2 separate regions of the Anser cygnoides genome follow, and region 2 is linked to region 1. A link is a contact called in public Hi-C data. All regions are on one chromosome and are shown on one strand. Each heading gives the region's core, a stretch centred on a gene start, on an enhancer-like site or on the middle of the called end of the contact. The rest is flanking DNA. Distances are from core to core; before and after follow the strand shown. Region 1 overlaps TMEM266 (transmembrane protein 266). Region 2 holds the start of UBE2Q2 (ubiquitin conjugating enzyme E2 Q2).

The links. Hi-C and Micro-C count contacts between places; a contact is called where the count stands out from the background.
Region 2: a Hi-C map of liver shows a contact between it and region 1, with 12 times the contacts expected there. The contact joins the promoter of UBE2Q2 here to the enhancer-like site in region 1. A contact is called at or near these places in 2 of 7 Hi-C or Micro-C datasets (both in liver).

What each region holds. Positions count from the first base shown.
Region 1 is chr11:14,088,116-14,093,675 of Taihu_goose_T2T_genome, reverse strand. All of the region lies in intron 1 of TMEM266 (transmembrane protein 266), which reads left to right. The region is part of intron 1 of NRG4 (neuregulin 4); the gene reads right to left. Among named protein-coding and RNA genes, the nearest start is that of NRG4, 10 kb to the right of the region's middle. Within about 2 kb of position 2,450, at least 2 of the 3 cell types and tissues checked have open chromatin away from gene starts, as enhancers often do. A contact at or near this core is called in liver, where this site is marked.
Region 2 is chr11:14,177,927-14,183,486 of Taihu_goose_T2T_genome, reverse strand. UBE2Q2 (ubiquitin conjugating enzyme E2 Q2) reads left to right here and starts at 2,554. Exons shown (of 12, transcript XM_067004100.1): 1 at 2,554-3,051. The coding sequence starts at 2,866. It overlaps LOC125185065 (a long non-coding RNA gene), which reads left to right. Exons shown (of 14, transcript XR_010834318.1): 14 at 2,145-2,281.

The sequences.
Region 1 (5,560 bases), core at 1,201-3,700:
TTTTCCGAGTGAGCTATATACCTATTTGAGCTGTGATCAGCACTCTTTGCCTTCCCTAAGGAGATGGCAGTGATTGTAGCATTTATCATACATAAAGGGATCTGTCTGGCTGTATATAGCTGCCAGAAGACATGAAAAATGGGTAGCAAGAGGGCAGTGTCCACAATCTCAGTAACCCTTCAGCCAACAAAACTGACAGTGAACTAAGGAAATCATTTGCTTGTGTGTGTTTGTTTTTTTTTACCTGAACCCCATACTTAAGAGCATAGCCATGAGTGGGGCAGATCTGGCAGCATGGCTGTAAGGAATCTGCTAGCAAAATGCTGTCTGAAATGCTGGTCTAGTGGTCTGCTCATGAAGCCATTGGCCCGTGCAGTGACAAGATGAACTTCTCAGTTGAAGCCAGTTCTTGTTCACTCCAGAAACTGAGTACGCAGCTAAAATGCTGTGGGTTGCTTTAAAAATGGCTGATTGGAAATATTGTGGAAGTGATGGGCGAGAGTTTGAGTTAGTGGTGTTTAAATAGCAGCATTAGTAAAAGCAGAGAGTTGTCTGGCTTATTCAGGATTGAGAAAAGGGCAGAATGTAATGCATCTTCAGCTGCTACCAAGCAGCTCTGTGACTGGAGCAGAGACATGAAGCCAAGGGCAAAAGTCTTCCTTAGGGGAGGAAAAATGAAGCAGAGTGAAGTGCTAGAGCAAAGGAAGACAATGAAAATTCGAACTTGGTTTTAGCTTCATCTCTGTGCCTTATAACTTGTAAAAAAGACGACAGATTCTTCTGGCTTGGCAAAATTGGCTGCTTTCTGGGAAATGCAGTAAAAGAGTGTCAGAGGCCTCTCTGGGGATGCTTACGTGTTTGCACTCTTACAATAAGTGTGCATCTTCGCAAGGAAAGGAGAAAGAAAGGACTTGCCGGTAAAGATCCTAGCTGGTATACCACAGAGTGGTACGTGACCTTTTTCCACTTCTCTCCTGTGGGCCGTGAAGCTACATGGTAGTTACATGGTCCAAGCTTAGGCTTTTTTCAGGTTGGTGCTACTGTTTTGTGTTTGTTTCAGAGCATGGATAAGTAGATGTTTAAACCAGTTCTTGTATTTCCCCCCAAGTTTTGCATTTTTATCATCATTTTTAACTGAAGTGTTGGAAAAAAGCTTTCAGGCATGAATTTACAATAAATTAAGATCTAATAACACTGTTCACTTTAGCAGTCCATTCCCCTAGAAAATCCTGCAAGGTGTTTTCATTAAATAATCAGGTAAGACTTTCTGCTCTTCCCCAGTTTTACACAAGTTTCAACACCATATCTACTGAAAAAATGCATAGGTCAGGTTAGGAAAATCGTGTTTGTGCTATGGAATTTTGTCATTATCATGAATGTGTGCATGGCATGGACAGGTGAGTCCCAAGCCTGCAGCTTTCGTGCATTCAGAGCGTTCCTTAAGGTCACCCTGCTGCAGCAGTGGAGGTTGATTCACACTGTATACCAATTTGTCTCTGGGACAGCTTCTTATCCCGCTGATTTGTTGTAACATTTTTATGCTAACTCCGGCAAAAGGAGAACATTTAAGGAGAAATATTTTTAATTGTAGATGTAATTTTCCACTTTTGGGTGCAAAGTGATGTAGAAGAGGGGGGAACAGCATGCTGTGACCAGTCACCTCTGTCTGCTTTCAGTGGAGCACAGTTTGAGAACATCTGGACTGTAAAATGCACCTCTTGAACTTTCATTGATCGGTTCCTTGGGCTCTCAGCCATAATGTGTATTTTTAGATACTTGCAGTAAATCTTCTTGCCTGATAAAGAGTGCCAAATCCATAGTTCTAGTCAGCTGCTGTTTTTCTGGATGGGAAGTAAGGAAAAATGGTTCCTGGTTTAAATAGTTAACCTGCTGCAGCACTGCAGGCTGCAGTTTGTGCAGCTCTACCTGGGTTGGCTTTAAACTGGCCAGCTTGGCGACTGGTGTCAAAGTCCAGCTGCAGCAGTGCTGGCTCAGCATGACCTGCTCTGATCTCTCTCTCTCTCTAATCCTAGGAGAAAAACTATTGGCCTGGACACAATAAAACAATCTCTTTCATTGGCAAAACCATCTTATCTAAGAGCAGAGAAGGAGAAAAACGCGTGGGGCTTTTTCATTTTCGTGGTTTACGCTTTACCCTTCCCTTTTACAAGAACAAAGATGCAATATAATTTAATGTAAAGTGAATGGGTTGACCCCTTATACAGGTAAAAGCTTGATGCATGCTACAATTACGTGTCACGCTATAGCAGAAATATTCACTGGGACTTTAGAAATGGGACACGCTCTTTTTGAAAGAAGGAGAAATTAGTTCTGCCCTATAAATGTGTGCTGTCTGCCATCTGCAGCAGTACACGAGCTAGTGGTGAAATGCTTTAAAAGCATACAGCTAGCCCCAGAAGGTCTAAACTCTCTGATTGTCTTGGTCCCGTAGGAGCCAGAAGTGCTCTGCTCTTGGATGAGGGTGCCCTGTGTCTTGGCCTGCCTGCACTCAGCAGATAAGTTTATTTTAGCCCTTTGGGTATTGCCTATCGCTTCTCTGAGTAGTCTCTGAAGCTCATTACGTTTAGTTTGCACACCTGTCTGTTTTGTGCTTAGTAGGAATAGAGTTTCTGTATTGCCAGCTGTTAAAGAAGGGTAATGTACACTAAAAAACATGCTTGTTAACAGGATATTTTTTTAATTATCAGTTTTGATTCAAGACAAGTCTTGCTGTCTCAAAGCGTACCCCATTTCTCATTCTATCTCTCCTTCAGTTTGTCCTAAAAGTATCACAAAGTATCATGGGTTCTTTAAAACAACTTGTATTTATAAGCCATTGAGCTTGCTCAAAACTGCTCTTAGTACTGCAAACATTGTCTCAGATTAAGCGCTTTGGAGCAGGGCTTATGTTACTTGAAGAAACACCTTATCAAGTGCCTGCTGTACCTCTAAGTAGCGTATGAATAATAAACTTGTGGGCCAACTCCTTCTTGCCCTGGCAGACCGATCACTTCTAGGATCCTAAAAATCAAAGTGTTTGGATTGTCAGCTTTTTCTCTCTCCTCTCCTACTCTTGCAGTGGATGCCTTTGTCAACTTGCCCTGAGAACAGAAGCGTGACACCATCCAAAAGCTCTCTATCCTGCATTTTTCAGTTGTAAGCTCTCAGCAGGTCACGAACTATCAATTGTTAACCTCTTATGTTTGAAATAGTATATTGAGAGTGAGTGCAATAACACAAGGGAAAACAGGTTTATTAAGGAGCAGTGCCTTAGAGCAATGAAGAGGAGAAATGATCACAGGATCCTGCCTCTTTAACGCCCTTCCTGGTCTTTGCAGCCAACAGTTTGTCTCATTTCTGCTGCTTGTTTTACAGGTCAAGTGCAGTAAATGTCTGACGTGAGGCTACTGTAGTCTGAATTCCTTGCAGATATACTGGTTTTGTTGAAGAAGTCGTATTGGTTTTGCGGTGTTTTATATTGCTCATTCAGACAAGACTTTAAAACAATTACTTAGATTTGTGGGAGATTATATGGAGTTGTAGGTATTTAAAAACAAAACCAACAAACAACCTACACTAATAACACTGGAGGCCTTGTTTTCTGTTGGGAAGTGGCATCTTTCAGCTACTGAGAACCAGACCCCAAGTCAGAAACATGAATTCTGACCTCTCTGGCACCATTTTTCTATGCGGTCTTGGACTTGGGGTTTAGTTAGGGAGTATGTATTCATTGCGGTTAGATTCTGGGGAAGGTGCTAGTGCGTCTTTGTCTGGAGATAGCTGACTTAGCAATTGGTGACTGGCTTGAGAGGTTAGTGCAGCGCTGGTGTTAAAATACTTCTCAGGAATTTCCAGCAGTCTGACCGGTTCTTCGTGCTCTCTGTCTGGAAGCGAATGCAGCTGTAACTTGCTGTCATCCCTTTGGGTGCATTTTTCTAAGTTTCCTACCTCTTAATGTTGATGATGCTCTCCTGATGAAGTTTCTTTTTAATTTTTCCTAAAGCAGAATTGATAAATCTTGGAAGTCTGTTTGCAGCTGTAACAGACATCGCTCGGTTCCAAGCGGGAGGACAAGTTGTTAGATTTTAGAGCAAGGGTTTTTAATTCGGCGTTTTTTCGGTGTCTGAGGGCTTACATTGCAATGTGGCTCCTTGCCTGAGAACATCCTCGTATCTGATCAGTGTGTAAGCTCCTTTTGGATATGGGCTGTGGGTTGTGAAGCACCAAGTACGGTAGTGCCAAAACAGAGCTGTGGGGGCTGCTGCAGTGGGTCACGTAGCAGGGGCCAAAGCTTCCCTGCCGGGGCAGTGCTGCGAGGGGCAGTGCCCTTGGCTTGCTCTGGCGGGTGCTTGGGAAATACAGCCTGGTGTGCTGGAGGATGAAGAGGGTTCTCCTGCGGAGCAGCGTGGTTGGATTGTCCTGTTTTCTTTCTCATCTTGTTTTAAGGAAAATACTGAGTGAATGAGCTCTTTCAAATGCATCTGCTTTACTGATTTCCTGGTCTGAACTCCGGGGTAGCAGTTTGTTGCACAAATGTGCAAACATTGTATTACATTCCCCCAGCAGCCTGTGAGGTCAGTGTTCACAGCATACTGTTGTATCACTGTTAATAAATGTTTGTTACAAATATTGAATACACAGGAAAAAGCAACTGTGCTCTGATTCAGAGTTAGTGCCAGGCATTTTAAATGGCACTTTGCTCAGCTAGTTATCTCCCTAACATTTTGGGCTATCAAGAAACTATTAGTTCTGTGTTTAAAGAGCAGCCTAGGAAATAACATGTGTGCCTTTTAATTGAAAATATGTGAGGCTTTATATGCTGTTTGTTTCTTCCAATTTCTGCTATGTTTTGGTAAGTATTTGGTAGAACAGTTACACAAAAGCTGACATCTGGAATTGGCAGAGAAGCTGCAGCCAGGTGCTTGTCTACGCAACGTTTCCTGTACTTTTGTGCTGCATCTTCAGGGACAGCAGAAGCCTCCCTGGGCTGTGCAGCACCTCTGAGGTTCTCGGTGCCACTTCAGGCAGACCATCTGATGAGGTGAGGGTCTTACATCTGCGTGATGAAGGAAGTTACGCTAGCCCTTGTGCTGCGGTTACTTTTTGCTGCAGGACAGTATGTGCTTCCTGTCCTGGTTCCAGGTCCAGGGGAAAGGTTTGTTCTCTTCCCTGCGCAGCTCCCTAGGCACACTCCAAACGTACTCCAGCCACATCTCCTCTGTGGTGTTATCTTCTAGAGCTCAGTTAAAAGTGAGGGGGGGAGGTACACGCTTGGTCACTAAATGGGGAAATGACGGGTTAACACGGCTGTCCTGGAAGGGCTGCTTGCTCCGGGTTGTAAGCAGGTCTGTCAGGGTTGAGCCTGCTTCAGCTCGGGCTGAGTCCACCACCACCAGTAATTTGTGGCAGAAACCCAGCAGCTGGCATGTAGTAAGTGCATGCCATTGCCTGCTGAGGGAGCCAGGGCTATGCACATGAGTGTATTAGCTGTTTGTTAAAATAATGATTATCAGCATGCTGCGTGCTCTGATAAGGCCATCCAGTCCTGTGGTTTAGGCTC
Region 2 (5,560 bases), core at 1,305-3,804, 90 kb before region 1:
TTAAAGTATCTCTTCAATCCCAAGATCAGTTATTATCAAGTTACCCAATAAATATCAGGGAAAAGAAGCAAAGAGGGTTATGAAGGTATGTTATCTTCATAGCAGAGAGATTTGGCCAAAGTGCAGAGCCCAGGAAGAGGAAATCATGATGTATGACATCATGGAAACCACTCTCTATTTATCAAACATCTACATGCAGGAAGAAAGGTAGAAAAAAAGTGGTGCTTGCAGGCAGTATAGATCAAGGGAACCAAAGAGCATCTGTAATTACTGTAATCTCATACAGTGCTCCTGAGGGTCTTTACCGATATTAATTTCCTTTATTACCCAGAGATGTCAGGTCTTTCCCCACATGCATTCATTTTGGTCTTTGGGAAATTCAGGATTTCCTGAGTCACTTTGTGACTAATGTAAGATTCATGTTAAAGCTTTTCGGCAAGTCCCTGAAGGAAGAAACAGGAATGAACCAGACATGATGAACAGCTCTTTGCACCTCTGCAGCAGTTTCTGTATTCCAGACAGCAAGGCATCCCCGATGTGTTCTCAAGGTCTTTAACACAGAAATGAATTCACAGGCAGAGCTATACCCTCCCAGCTTGCACAATGCCTGCTAAACATGGAAAAGCGCAGCAGAATTTAGGGGAGTGGTGGCAGTGCAGCTGCATGTTGCTTCTTGAAGCCTGCAACAAAAAGGCAGACTGAAGGAGCTGGGGAATGTTCTCTACCAGACTTAAACAGCATATGGCTTGCAGGACGCACTTGGCTGATGAAGCAGTTTGTTTGGCCTGCCAGATGGCCGGGAGACACCATGATGTTTGGATCTCTGGGTGCCTGAGAGAGGTTGTTGTGCCTTCCACCAGCTGGCCGGATAGCACAGGCATGGCAGCCTCCCTTCCCGCCAGCACACCCACACCCTGCCACTGCCCAGACAGATGGGGGGTCGCAGGCAGAGGAGGGGCAGCACAGGAGAGAGGCAGGCGAGAATGCTAAAGGAGGACGAGGAGAATGGAAGCCCAGAGGTAGGGATGGATAGAGGCAGTTCTGGGGAGGGCATGACGAAAGGTGCAGTTTGAACTTGCTAAGCCTCCCTGCTGCAGTGAGGCATTCTAGGCCAAAATCCTATCGCCTGAGCGAAATAGGGCTGAGTCACCAAATTCATTTCTCTGCTGTTTCACGCATCACATCACATAATGCATAACAAAGTCTGGTTTGTTTGGCTTTGTTTCCAGTGTTCCAATAGTAAGGCTCTTCCAGGCCTTCCCTTTTTAATAGGTAGACTTGTAATTTTCTGCTGTTTATTTATAGAGTATTTGCCCTTTGCTTACATATTCCCTTATCTCTCAAAGGTCTTCACTTTGCCCGATGACGCGTCGACAGACAGCTGTCATATCCGCTCTCTGTCTTGCTCTCTGCTCTCTTGCTTTGCAGACTACAGAGTCGGAGCCAACAAGACGGTTCAGCCCTTCTAGGAAGGCTGAGCTGCACACACTTTACAACAGGCACCTTTCAATTGATACTTGGAAAAACAAAACAAAAAACAGGTCTTTCAACTCTCTTTGGACTTTCTGGTATCTTTCATTCAGAGTTTTTAGCTAGTGTCAATCCTTCCTGGCTGGTTTTGCAGCAAAGTATGTTCTTTGCAGCTCTCTTTGCTGGAAGGATAGATTTCAAGCCCACAAATCAATAAGACTTCCATATGCTGCCATGTGGAGTTGGGCATGTGCATGACTGTTTTTCTGGATCAAGATTAGAGTTCTCACCACTTGAAAAGATTCAGTTTGTGGTTTGTGATGTGCTGCCAGTTCCTCTGGAATTAAAGATTTATATAAAATATCAATGTTTAAAAAAAAAAAAAAAGGAAGCAGTTCCCTATTCCAGCTTTGTGTGTGTGCACGTGGTACCACGTTAATTAAAACTGGTTGGGAAACAAGGACTCCCTGCAACAGTGCTCCCTGTAGCACGTAGTCCCTTGGTGCTGTTCGAGGGTTGCTCCTTGTCCCCAAGTGCACAACCGTGTGTGGACAAAGCGAAGATGGAAAGTGACAAATAAAGGCTAGGAGATGGGGTGTCCCCGAGTGACAGAAACAGGGGCAGCATCGCTTGATCCCTGGACGTAGTGACTATTCACTTGGTTCTGCTTTCAGGCTTCGCTGTGCTTTTCTTTGGGTAAACCGTACAAGCTGTTCCAGAGGCACTGGAGAGCAACGCGAGCACTTTCAACGAGCTTCTGGTGCTACTTTGCAGCTCGCAAAGCTGGACCCCGAGCGGCTCTGTGCGCGTCCCTCAGAAGCGCCGGGCCCGGAGCCGCTGCCGCTCGTTGCCCGCCTGCTGGCAGGGCCGAGGGGACCGGGGGCGAGCGGAGGGACCCGAGCGGTGCGGGGCAGGAGGCGGAGCGGCCCAGGTGAGCACCGCGGGGCGAGGGCAGCGGCGGGGGCGGCCCCGGGGGAGGAGCAGGGCCCGGCCCGGCCCCGCCGCGATCCCCGGGCAGCGGGAGGAGGCAGGGCCGCGCCGGGCCGGGGCGGGGCGGCTGGCGGGGCTGGCCCAGCCCGCCGGGGAGGGAAGGAAGGAAGGGAAGGAAGGAAGCGGAGCGGAGCGGGGGGAGCGGGCTGCGCTGCTGCCCTTTTAAGCGAGCGGGCGGGCGCCGCAGGCTGGTACAAAGGCAGCCGCCGCCGCGCTCGCCGTCTCCGCGCCGGCTGGGGCTGCCCCGGCCCCCCCGCCCGCCGCCATCTTCCGCCCCGCGGGCAGGGCCAGGGCCGGGGGCAGGGGCAGGGCCGGGGCCGGGGCCGGCCCGGGCAGAGCAGCCGCGGGGGCGAGGCGAGGCGGCGCAGGCCCGGGCCCGGAGCCGCAGCCGGAGATGAGGCCAGGATGTCGGTGTCAGGGCTCAAGGCCGAGCTGAAGTTCCTCGAGTCTATCTTCGACAAGGACCACGAGCGCTTCCGCATCGTCTCCTGGAAGCTGGACGAGCTCCACTGCCAGTTCGTGCTCCTGCCGCCGCCGCCGGGCTCCGGCCCGCAGCCGCCGCCGCCGCTCACCATCCACTGCAACATCACGGTGCGGGCCGGGCAGGGGCAGGGACCGGGCAGGGCAGGGGCCGCCCTCGCCATTGTCTGCGGGGCGCGGGCCGGGGGCGCAGGGGGTGACTCAGCAGCCGGGGCCGGTCGGGGGCCTCCGCCCGCCTGGGGCCGCTTCCCCGGGGGGCTCCGCGCTCCCCTCCCCGCTCCCGGCCCCGCCGCGGCGCACGCAAAAGTTGGGAGCGCCCCGGGCCCCGCTGCCTGCCCCGCCGGGCTGCCCCGGGCCGCCGCACAAAGCGGGCGGGAGCCCGGCTGGCGGTGGGGCAGCCTTTCCTCCGGGCCCCGGCGGGGCGAGCCCGGCAGGCAGGCGGGGGCCGGCGCTTTGCTGAGTGCGCCACACCGCCGCGGCCTGCGGCCCCGCGGCCCGCTCCGCCCCGGGCCGGGCGGGGAAACGCGGCTGGGGGCCGGGCTTCGTTTCCCTTCCTTCCCTTCCTTTCCCTTCCCGTCCCTCAGTTCTCAGTCCCTTTAGAAGTTTAATTTTCCGTGGCGGTTCGCACGGTCAGAGCGCCCTCACTCCCCTGCCCAGCAGTCGCCTTCTCATAACGGTGGTGGTTAAACTTGTGAGGGGGCACGGGCAGCTCTCCCCAGGCTGAGGGACCCCGACGTGTGCTTTGCTTTGGGCCTTCGCTCTGTTTTTTTCTCAAACTTTACTATAATGAGTCAGGGGGCAGAATAATATGTTCAGTGTTGTTTGCTGTGGTAAAATCCTCTGGTTTTAAAAGTTACTGGTTAGGGCCTAAATTTGCCAAAGGATTTGGATGGGTTGGTATTCGTCACTCATGGACAGGAAAGCGCTGGAGGTTCACTTTTATTGGACTACCTCTACTTACAGGTGAACTTAAATGCATCAGCTCTGTTCAGCTTAAAAGTATTGAAAAGTTCTGACTGGGTGAAAGTACAGTTAGTATGTTTGGGTTGCATAAGCTCTCAAGGCTTCTTTTGTCTGTAAGAGAATGAAAGTTTCAGACAGTGTGGGGGTGGAACCATGTGTGTAAGTCTAAATACCTGAGTACTGAAAGATGAAAGCATGCATGCAAAGCAGGCAGAGCTCATAATCTTGGTAGGATCCTGACTTGCCATACAGTAATAAATTGACAGGGGACGTGTTAAGAGAGCCTTCTCATGACAACTAGCTGTGAAACCTAGAAGTCAGTTCTGTGTTCATAGGACAGGTGTTTGTGTTAGCTGACTATTCTGTAAGACATAAGATTTTGTTAATGGTAAAATGAGCAAGTTACTTTGGTGTTCTTGTTTTTAGGTATGACATATCAGACAAAAATTGTGTGACTTCCTTTAAATATTATTTATTCAATAGAGAGTGTTTCATTACTGAGAAGTCTGGCTGTATGCCCCCCCAGCATGATCTATTTTATAAATATCTTCTTTAAGAATTAAATGAAACACCTGGTGATTGTACACCCTCAGCAGGCAGTTGATTTCAATGGGTTATGTCTTCTTGTCAAGTGACAGCTAACAGGGAAGCCCAGTAGTAAGGTGTAAAGTTTTGGTGCCTTGGGTTTGTGCTGTCATGTATTTCTGCTTCTGCTTTGTCATAAGTACTTCTGATGGTAATTCTTTCTTATTCTGCATCGAGATATGCCCGCATGCTTGTAGGCCTTTGGTTGAGGTGTGCCAGAGCAAGCAAGAAACAGGCTTAGGTCGTGGTTGGTATTTGTATGTGTTGTTGAGGAAACTGGGTCTGCAGTTGGCCACTACAGTTGCTTGTCCTAAAAGTCAAGAGATCTTTTGTGTGCCATTAGAATTGTGGCATGCGTGCTTCCAAAAAGAACAGGAAAAGAGCTGTTTCAAACCTTAGAGCCAAAGCTTCTGCTTTGAAAAGAAGCTGTATCTGAGATTCTTCAAACTCGTGTCTCACAGTTGTCTATGAGCAGCTTGGTTCTTTCCAGTGTTGACTAATTTTTGGCTCTTTGAGTTAGGTGGCTATTTTCACCCTCTGTTAAAAATAAATGGGAGAGGGCAATTTGAGATACAGAGTGTCAATCAATAAATGGTTCTCTTGAAACAAGTGCTAAGCTTGTGAGAGAGCCAAAAAGAGAAAGCTGGCCTCTGGACTTCTGTCCTAGTCTTTTGACACAAGTGTTAAAGCTCAAAGTGTGAAAGAAGTTCTGTTTGTTTTTCTCTTCCCACCCACCACTGAATTGAGTCTATTGGCTCTGACTCCTAATTGCCTCTAGTTTGTTTTTTTTCTGTAGGTACTGTAAATGAAAAGGGTGTAAGTCTTGTTAACTGTGCTTCATTTGGTGTGCAGAGCTTCTGGAGAGCTGAATCAAGGTACTGTGGGAACTAGAACTTCAAATGATGGTACTAAAATAAACTGGTAAGACTATAAAGATAGCAGTAAAGGTTTATTTGAGGAGACTCACTCTCTGCCTCAGAAGCAGTTGCCCTCATGCTCTGGGTTTGTAGTGCAAATATGTAACTTCAGTTGTGTGCTGCTTCTAACCAGTTCAACCGCTACAATAATGATG